Linked DNA regions of Salmo salar: region 1 is linked to region 2. A link is a contact called in public Hi-C data. All regions are on one chromosome and are shown on one strand. Each heading gives the region's core, a stretch centred on a gene start, on an enhancer-like site or on the middle of the called end of the contact. The rest is flanking DNA. Distances are from core to core; before and after follow the strand shown.

The links. Hi-C and Micro-C count contacts between places; a contact is called where the count stands out from the background.
Region 1: a Hi-C map of gill shows a contact between it and region 2, with 2.1 times the contacts expected there. The contact joins the enhancer-like site here to the promoter of LOC106571934 in region 2. A contact is called at or near these places in 2 of 3 Hi-C or Micro-C datasets (gill and muscle).

Annotation. Positions count from the first base shown.
Region 1 is chrssa15:66,265,574-66,269,111 of Ssal_v3.1, forward strand. It overlaps LOC106571934 (nuclear receptor coactivator 3), which reads left to right. Exons shown (of 22, transcript XM_014145511.2): 3 at 1,906-2,013; 4 at 2,793-2,953. The coding sequence starts at 1,925. Among protein-coding and RNA genes, the nearest start is that of LOC106571937, 27 kb to the right of the region's middle. Within about 2 kb of position 1,853, at least 2 of the 13 cell types and tissues checked have an H3K27ac peak or open chromatin away from gene starts, as enhancers often do. A contact at or near this core is called in gill, where this site is marked.
Region 2 is chrssa15:66,154,439-66,158,317 of Ssal_v3.1, forward strand. It overlaps LOC106571934 (nuclear receptor coactivator 3), which reads left to right and starts at 1,392. Exons shown (of 22, transcript XM_014145511.2): 1 at 1,392-1,534.

The sequences.
Region 1 (3,538 bases), core at 603-3,102, 110 kb after region 2:
TTGATTGATTTCACATTTAGATATATTAATTTAGGTCAGAGATGGGCGACTGGCTGGTTGGGTGGTTGTGGCCCGCAAGGTGCGATTTTGAAATTTGGTTGTCCGTCATCAGTTTTTCTCTTATGTCAGTCGCTGATAGTCACTCAATTAGCCCATGTCAGCTAAAATGTTTTAGATTGGTGACTTATTTTAGCGGCCCGCTATCTAAACTTGTAGTAGGCTTAATCATGGAATTACCGACCGGGGGCCCCCATTGATTTTGTTAGTCTCTCTCACTCAGATATCATATTTAAAACCGGAAAAAATGTCTCTCCACCCTATGACAAAATGTGTAGAATTGCAGGAAATTAACAACAAAAATATGTCTCTCCGCTGTCGAGAGGGGGGGGTTGCTCAAATATTTTGCTAGCATGGTGGGCGGGTATGGATGTGGGTACGCAGACCCGCAAGCCACTGCGGCCCCTAATTATGAGTTCAGCCATTTTTTTGTGGCCTCCACCCCATCAGTTGCCCATCCCTGATTTAGGTGATGTTGTCAGACCAGCAGGCATGATCGAATGAATAGGCAGGGTAGAACGTCTGTTCACAAGCCATTTTAGTGGGCTATCTTTAGAACGTTACAGTGCACTATTTGGCACAGCTGGGATGATGTGGCAATGAACGCACTCTTTTTGTCATGCCAATCGAATGTCCTTGAAATTATTGAAATTGAAATCCAAGTGATATACATTCCAAAAAATATCTGTAAAACAAATGGATAGAATTATAGAATGGCAACACTGTTCCTTTCCCTCTGGTGGCTTGCTTTTCTATTCAGTAGAGGTTTCATGCATGTCGGTCAGAGGGTAACCATGTAATCAATGGAATAAATATGATGCACTTGCTGGGAAGGTTAAGAAGGGCACTGGAGTGTGGTTCTCCTCCTGATCGTGCACTGCATCTCTCTCTCTCTCTCTCTCTCTCCTCCATCTCCCTTCCTTCCACGCCTTCTCTCACTCTCTTCCCGCTCTCCCTCTTGCTCCCTCCCCTTCACTACACTTTTCCCTCCTCCTCTCCTCTGTTTCCACTGCTTGGGACTCCCTAAAAACACACCACTTCGACACAAGTTACTTTTTGTAGCCTTAGCCTAATTCTCCTGACCTGCTGTATCGAAGCGGTGTGCTTTTAGGGGATCGCCACTGATCTCACTCTCTATCCTCTTGCTCTCATCCTGCACCCCCATGTCCCCTCCCTTTCTCTGTCTCTCACCTCATTCACTCCCCCTCCTTTTGCATTCTCTCCCTCTGCCCCCTCTTCCTCTCTCTCTCTCTCTCTTTCCCTCCCTCCTACCTTTCTCCGGCGTCACTGGTAAATAAATGGACCAATCAGCGTGGACTTCATGCTGCCAGCTTCTCCTTTCCTCACTTCTCTTCCTCCCCCCTCCCCGCCTCTCTCCACCTTAGACAGCCTACATTCCTGTAGACCGAGTGAGATGCATTGTAGGAGACAGACTGCTGTCTAACAGGGTTAGTCGTACAGCGTGTCTTACTGTCAGAGACACTGCTAATCCTTGTGTGTCTGCGTGTGTGCGCGAGGTCATACACACACTCTACCCTGAGAGGAGGAGGCAGACGATGCAATATAGATTTTTCATATTGTGCCAATAGCGTGATTTGCATAAAGTAAGCTTAAGAGTACCCTGGAGGTTGGATATTTAGCATAAAGCTTCTCCTTCACGTCCTGTGTGTGTCTCCCTCTGAGTTTGAGTATTATCCACAGCCATAAGGTGAGATGTGTTTTTATATATGGAGGTTTCCACACCTTCTCGTTTCTTCCCCACCCAGTTACATTAACAACATCTTATTGACCATCCCTCCCATTATCTGACCTGTGGCTAAGCATGTGTGTTTGTCCTGTCCCTGTCAGGTGCTGATATGTGTACACGATGAGCGGACTGGGGGACAACTCCATGGAGCCTCTGAGCTCGGAAAACCGAAAACGCAAGCTCTCCACCTGCGACACGCCCAGTCTGGGGTGAGTAAGGCAGCGGCTGGCGTGAGGCCATGGGATGGGGGGGGTATTTGGGGATTTTCTTCTTTATTTGTTTTTTTTTAAAACAACATACAAGTGCAAATCTATTTTGTCAAGTCAGATACATTTTTGTTCATATGTTTTATGAATCAACTTCCAAATGTACATTAAAACAGGGTGTAGTCTTTTTTAATGTAGCCCACTGTAAGTCAACCCTGGCTTCTGAATCTGGAGATCTCTAGTAGCTGTAATCACTTACATTAAAGGTATCTCGTCTACACTACAGTTTGAACCAGTTTACAACCGGTTTCACAATATTTGACCATTTTGATTATTGGCTGGGATATTGAGTTAAGCTCAACATTGACCTGTTGGAAATCGGTTTCTTTTTCAATAGTCTGAAAACGCATCCTCAAAGTCAAGACAGGTAGAATGTATGTATGTATGTATGTATGAGAGAATTAATGCATACATTCATACCTGAACTAGAGAATGGTGGTGACGCGGAATGAGCCACATCCCCCAGAATGCTATATTGTAAATAACACAGACTGCTCAGATTCACTAACCATGGACATGTAACAACAAGTTATTTGGAAATAGGCCAACTTCCTTGAAATGTTTTGCAATGGAAAACAAAAACAAGTATTTCTTATTGGACAGTTTTAGGTAGCCCCTCCCTGTTTCAGTCCATTTTCTTGTGTTTGAATACAAACCTCACAAAACAATGGTAAATAATATTGGTGAATACCGGTAGTAAAACACAGTGGCACCCCCTGTAGGTGTGAGCGAAGGCGGCGGGAGCAGGAGAGTAAATACATTGAGGAGCTGGCCGAACTGATCTCTGCCAATCTCAGTGACATCGACAGCTTCAACGTCAAGCCAGACAAGTGTGCTATCCTCAAGGAGACGGTGCGCCAGATCAGACAGATCAAGGAGCAGGGTGAGTAGACACACACACACACACACACACACTGCAGTGTTGGCTAACCCATTAGTAATATCTATCACTATCAAATCACATTTTATTTGTCACATGCGTGTATACCTTACAGTGAATTGCTTACTTACAATCCCTTAACCAACAATGTAGTTTTAAGAAAAATAAGTGTTAAGTAAAAAATACAAATAATTAAAGAGCAGCAGTAAAATAACAGTAGCGTGGCTATATACAGGGGGTACCAGTACAGAGTCAATGTGCGGGGGCACAGGTTAGTCGAGGTAATTGAGGTAATATTTTCGTAATTTTTATTAGGATCCCCATTAGCTAACGCCATAACGCTAGCTAATCTTCCTGGGGTCCAACACCAATTAACAAGAAATTACAAACAACCACTATCAAGACTTCACAAACATTCAACAAGTAGACAATACAGATAATGAAAATACCTGACAGGAAACACATTTAACATTCAGTTGATGCTTTCTATTTCCTGTCCAGTCATATGGTCTATCACATTAGATGTTCTTTTATTTTTTTCCTTGAGGGTGGATTTACTTTTTGCCTGAGAAATATGGATTAGTAAAA
Region 2 (3,879 bases), core at 142-2,641:
ATTGTGATGTAATTGTTTTAACGCTGTTTGGACGCTAGGAAGAGTACTTGGCAGTCGCTAATGGGGATCCTAGTAAATACAATATACTAAATACTCACTATATCAATACATCTGTTGTCCCTCTTTACCTGTCTTCCAGCCTTTCTGCCACTCCATCTCTGTTTTTACACTCTCTCCACCTTCTCTCTACCTGATTCTCACTTTCTTCCTATCTCTCTCCCTCCCTCAATCTCTACCCCTCCCTGGCACAGCTGAAACCCTACTCTCTGCTCTGCCTGTGTGTGTGCCTACTCCCCTGCCTGCCTGCCTGGTATCACCATGGTGACGGGTTGGTGCTATCTTACCCTGTCTCTTCTTGGCAGGGGCAGTGGCGGTTCTAGACCATTTCAACTGGGGGGGCCAAGCTGGGGCCAGTTGTACTGTTAGAGGGGCCAGTTACATTAGACGTCATTGTTGCCATATCGTTTTCTTCACTGCATTGCAGGCATTAGCAGGCAAAAGACCATGTTCATAATCATCATCGTTGCCACTGTCTAATAACGGATGTAAAAAAAGAACGATAGCAGTAAAGAACCGCTAGTGGGCAGGGGTACAGGTTCTGGGCCGACTGTGCAGATTGTGCCCCAGTCCCCAGGCCACCATGCAGACTCTGACGCCACCGGTCCACACTGACCCTGCCAGCTCCTCCATATTGAGTCCACATATGGGCCTCATCTATAACACATACAGGCCTGAAGGTTCCACTGTTCTACAGATACAAAATAAAACCACGCAGCCCTTTCCAGGTCCAGAAAATATTATTACAGCTAGCAATTCAGAGTTAGCTCTCGCTAAGGCGTAAGACTACCAGACTAAATCAAAGCATCATGTCATTTATAGCAGTTCAATCAAACTCAAATCACGGTTAAAGTGGTTTGATTGAATATGGCACCTCCCAAAGTATTACCACGCATAATAAATAGAGAGATATGTGATCGTGTACAAAAGCAAGCAAGGTTTGAAATGATTCTGTTGTAGTGAAATATGATATATATATATTTGTGTTGAATTTAGTTGACGATCCCTGCTGTAAATGTTATAAGTTTACTTAGACATTATGTCCAAGCCACACCCCTTCTGCAAACCGTCATGACCATGTTAAAGCAGATGATAGCAGAACAGCCTATTAGCTATTACAGGCATTTGCACACAAACAAGTCACTGTTTGCTTTTCAAGTGCTCCTCAGGTTAACTAAAAATAAACACCATGGCATTTTTCTGCTCTAATATCGTCGCTGTCAGCCGTCTACACCACAGCTCGAGGTCTCCTCTTGGGGCATACGTAGTTGTAGTCCGTATCCGAGAGGTCTGCCCTAGCTGAAGCGTTCGACGGGAATAAAACTACACTACCCAGAAACCCCATCGCTCAGCCACAAGCTGGCTTCTTGGGCTTCGGGAGTGTTTCCCATTTAAACAAACACAGCGTTGAAGATGGCGGAGAGTTAATAGCGAAACGAAGAAGATATCGGTGCGCTGACAGAGATACATCGATTTGGTGAGTTTACTACGTTTTCCCTTTACACGTTCCTTCTATGCCAAACTCGGTTTTACGCACGAATGGCATTGTCCGTCGTTCGTTTGGACGGACTTTGTTGTCCACTAATGTGTAGTAGGACTCAATACACTCTTCATAACACAATACAGGTTGGTGCACCGCACACACGGGCACTGTGCATATTCCCGTTTATTTGGACAGCAAAGAAAAAGTATAACTCCAGGTCCAAGCCAAGGTCATGGATGTTGGTGTAGGTATAGCGTGCTGTACCCTATGGTCTCTGACATAGTGGCTTTGAGTCTATTAATGGTCATAGCTGAGGAAATGAAAATAAAGTGTCCTTTAGTTTGGAACTTGAAGGGACACATTTTCTAACTTACTAAGAGGACAAGGTTGAAAAAAAAAGTGTTGTTTATGTTCTGTCACACTTGGCGCAGACGACACGAGATAAATCATAGTATTTTCTGACTCGTAAACTAGCCTAGGACATGTTGCATTCATTCAGTAAGTTCATGTCGCCCGGCGGCGCAGGGGTAAAGTCTAACCAAGTCAAATGTAAATGCTCTCTCTCTCTAGCTCTCGCGCTCTCTCTCTCTCTCTCTCTCTCTAGCTCTCTCTCTAGCTCTTGCGCGCTCTCTCTCTCTAGCTCTCTCTCTCTCTCTCTCTCTCTCTCTCTCTCGCTCTCTAGCTCTCTAGCTCTCTAGCTCTCTAGCTCTCTAGCTCTCTGCTCTCTAGCTCTCTCTCTCTCTCAGCTCTCTCTCTCTCTAGCTCTCTCTCTCTCTCTAGCTCTCTCTCTCTCTCTAGCTCTCTCTCTCTCTCTAGCTCTCTCTCTCTCTCTCTCTCTCTCTCTCTCTCTCTCTCTCTCTCTCTCTCTCTCTAGCTCTCTCTCTCTCTCTCTCTCTCTAGCTCTCTCTCTCTCTGCTCTCGCTCTCTCTAGCTCTCGCTCTCTCTCTAGCTCTCGCTCTCTCTAGCTCTCGCTCTCTCTCTAGCTCTCGCTCTCTCTCTCTCGCTCTCTCTAGCCTCTCTAGCTCTCTCTCTAGCTCTCTCTCTCCTAGCTCTCTCTCTCTAGCTCTCTCTCTAGCTCTCTCTAGCCTCTCTCTCTAGCTCTCTCTAGCTCTCTCTCTCTAGCTCTCTCTCTCTAGCTCTAGCTCTCTCTCTCTCTAGCTCTCTCTCTCTAGCTCTCTCTCTCTAGCTCTCTCTCCAGGTCTCTCTCTCTCTCTCTAGCTCTCTCTCTCTCTCTCTCTAGCCTCTCTCTCTCTCTCTCTCTCTCTAGCTCTCTAGCTCTCTCTCTCTAGCTCTCTCTCTCTCTCGCCTCTCTAGCTCTCTCTCTCTCTCTCTCTAGCCTCTCTCTCTCTCTAGCTCTCTCTCTCTCTAGCTCTCGCTCTCTCTCTAGCTCTCGCTCTCTCTCTCTCTCTCTCTCTCTCTCTCGCTCTCTCTCTCTCTCTCTCTCGCTCTCTCTCTCTCTGCTCTCTAGCTCTCTCTCTCTAGCTCTCTCTCTCTCTCTCTCTCTAGCTCTCTCTAGCTCTCTCTAGCTCTCTCTCTGCTCTCTCTCTCTCTCTCTCTCTCTCTAGCTCTCTCTCTAGCTCTCTCTCTAGCTCTCTCTCTCTCTAGCTCTCTCTCTCTAGCTCTCTCTCTAGCTCTCTCTCTAGCTCTCTCAGCTCTCTCTCTAGCTCTCTCTCTCTAGCTCTCTCTCTCTCTCTCTCTAGCTCTCTAGCTCTCTCTAGCTCTAGCTCTCTCTCTAGCTCTAGCTCTCTCTCTCTCTCTAGCTCTCTCTCTCTAGCTCTCTCTCTCTAGCTCTCTCTCTCTCTCTAGCTCTCTCTCTAGCTCTCTCTCTCTCTCTCTCTAGCTCTCTCTCTCTCTCTAGCTCTCTCTCTCTCTCTCTAGCTCTCTAGCTCTCTCTCTCTAGCCTCTCTAGCTCTGCTCTCTAGCTCTCTCTCTCTCTCTCTCTCTCTCTCTGCTCTCTCTCTCTCTCTCTCTCTCTAGCTCTCTCTCTCTCTCTCTCTAGCTCTCTCTCTCTAGCTCTCTAGCTCTCTCTCTAGCTCTCTCTCGCGCTCGCTCACTCCCTCTCTCTCACTATCTCTCTCTCTCACTAGCTCTCTCTCTCTCACTAGCTCGCGCTCTCTCTCTAGCTCCTCCTCGCTCTCTCTCTAGCTCGCTCTCTCTCTCTCTAGCTCGCTCTCTCTCTCTAGCTCGCTCTCTCTCTCTAGCTCGCTCTCTCTCTCTAGCTCCGCTTCCCTAGCCTTCTCTTAGCTCCTCTCTCTCTCTAGCTCCTCTCTCTCTAGCTCGCTCTCTCTCTCTAGCTCGCTTCTCTCTCTCTCTAGCCGCCGGCTCTCTCTCTCTAGCTC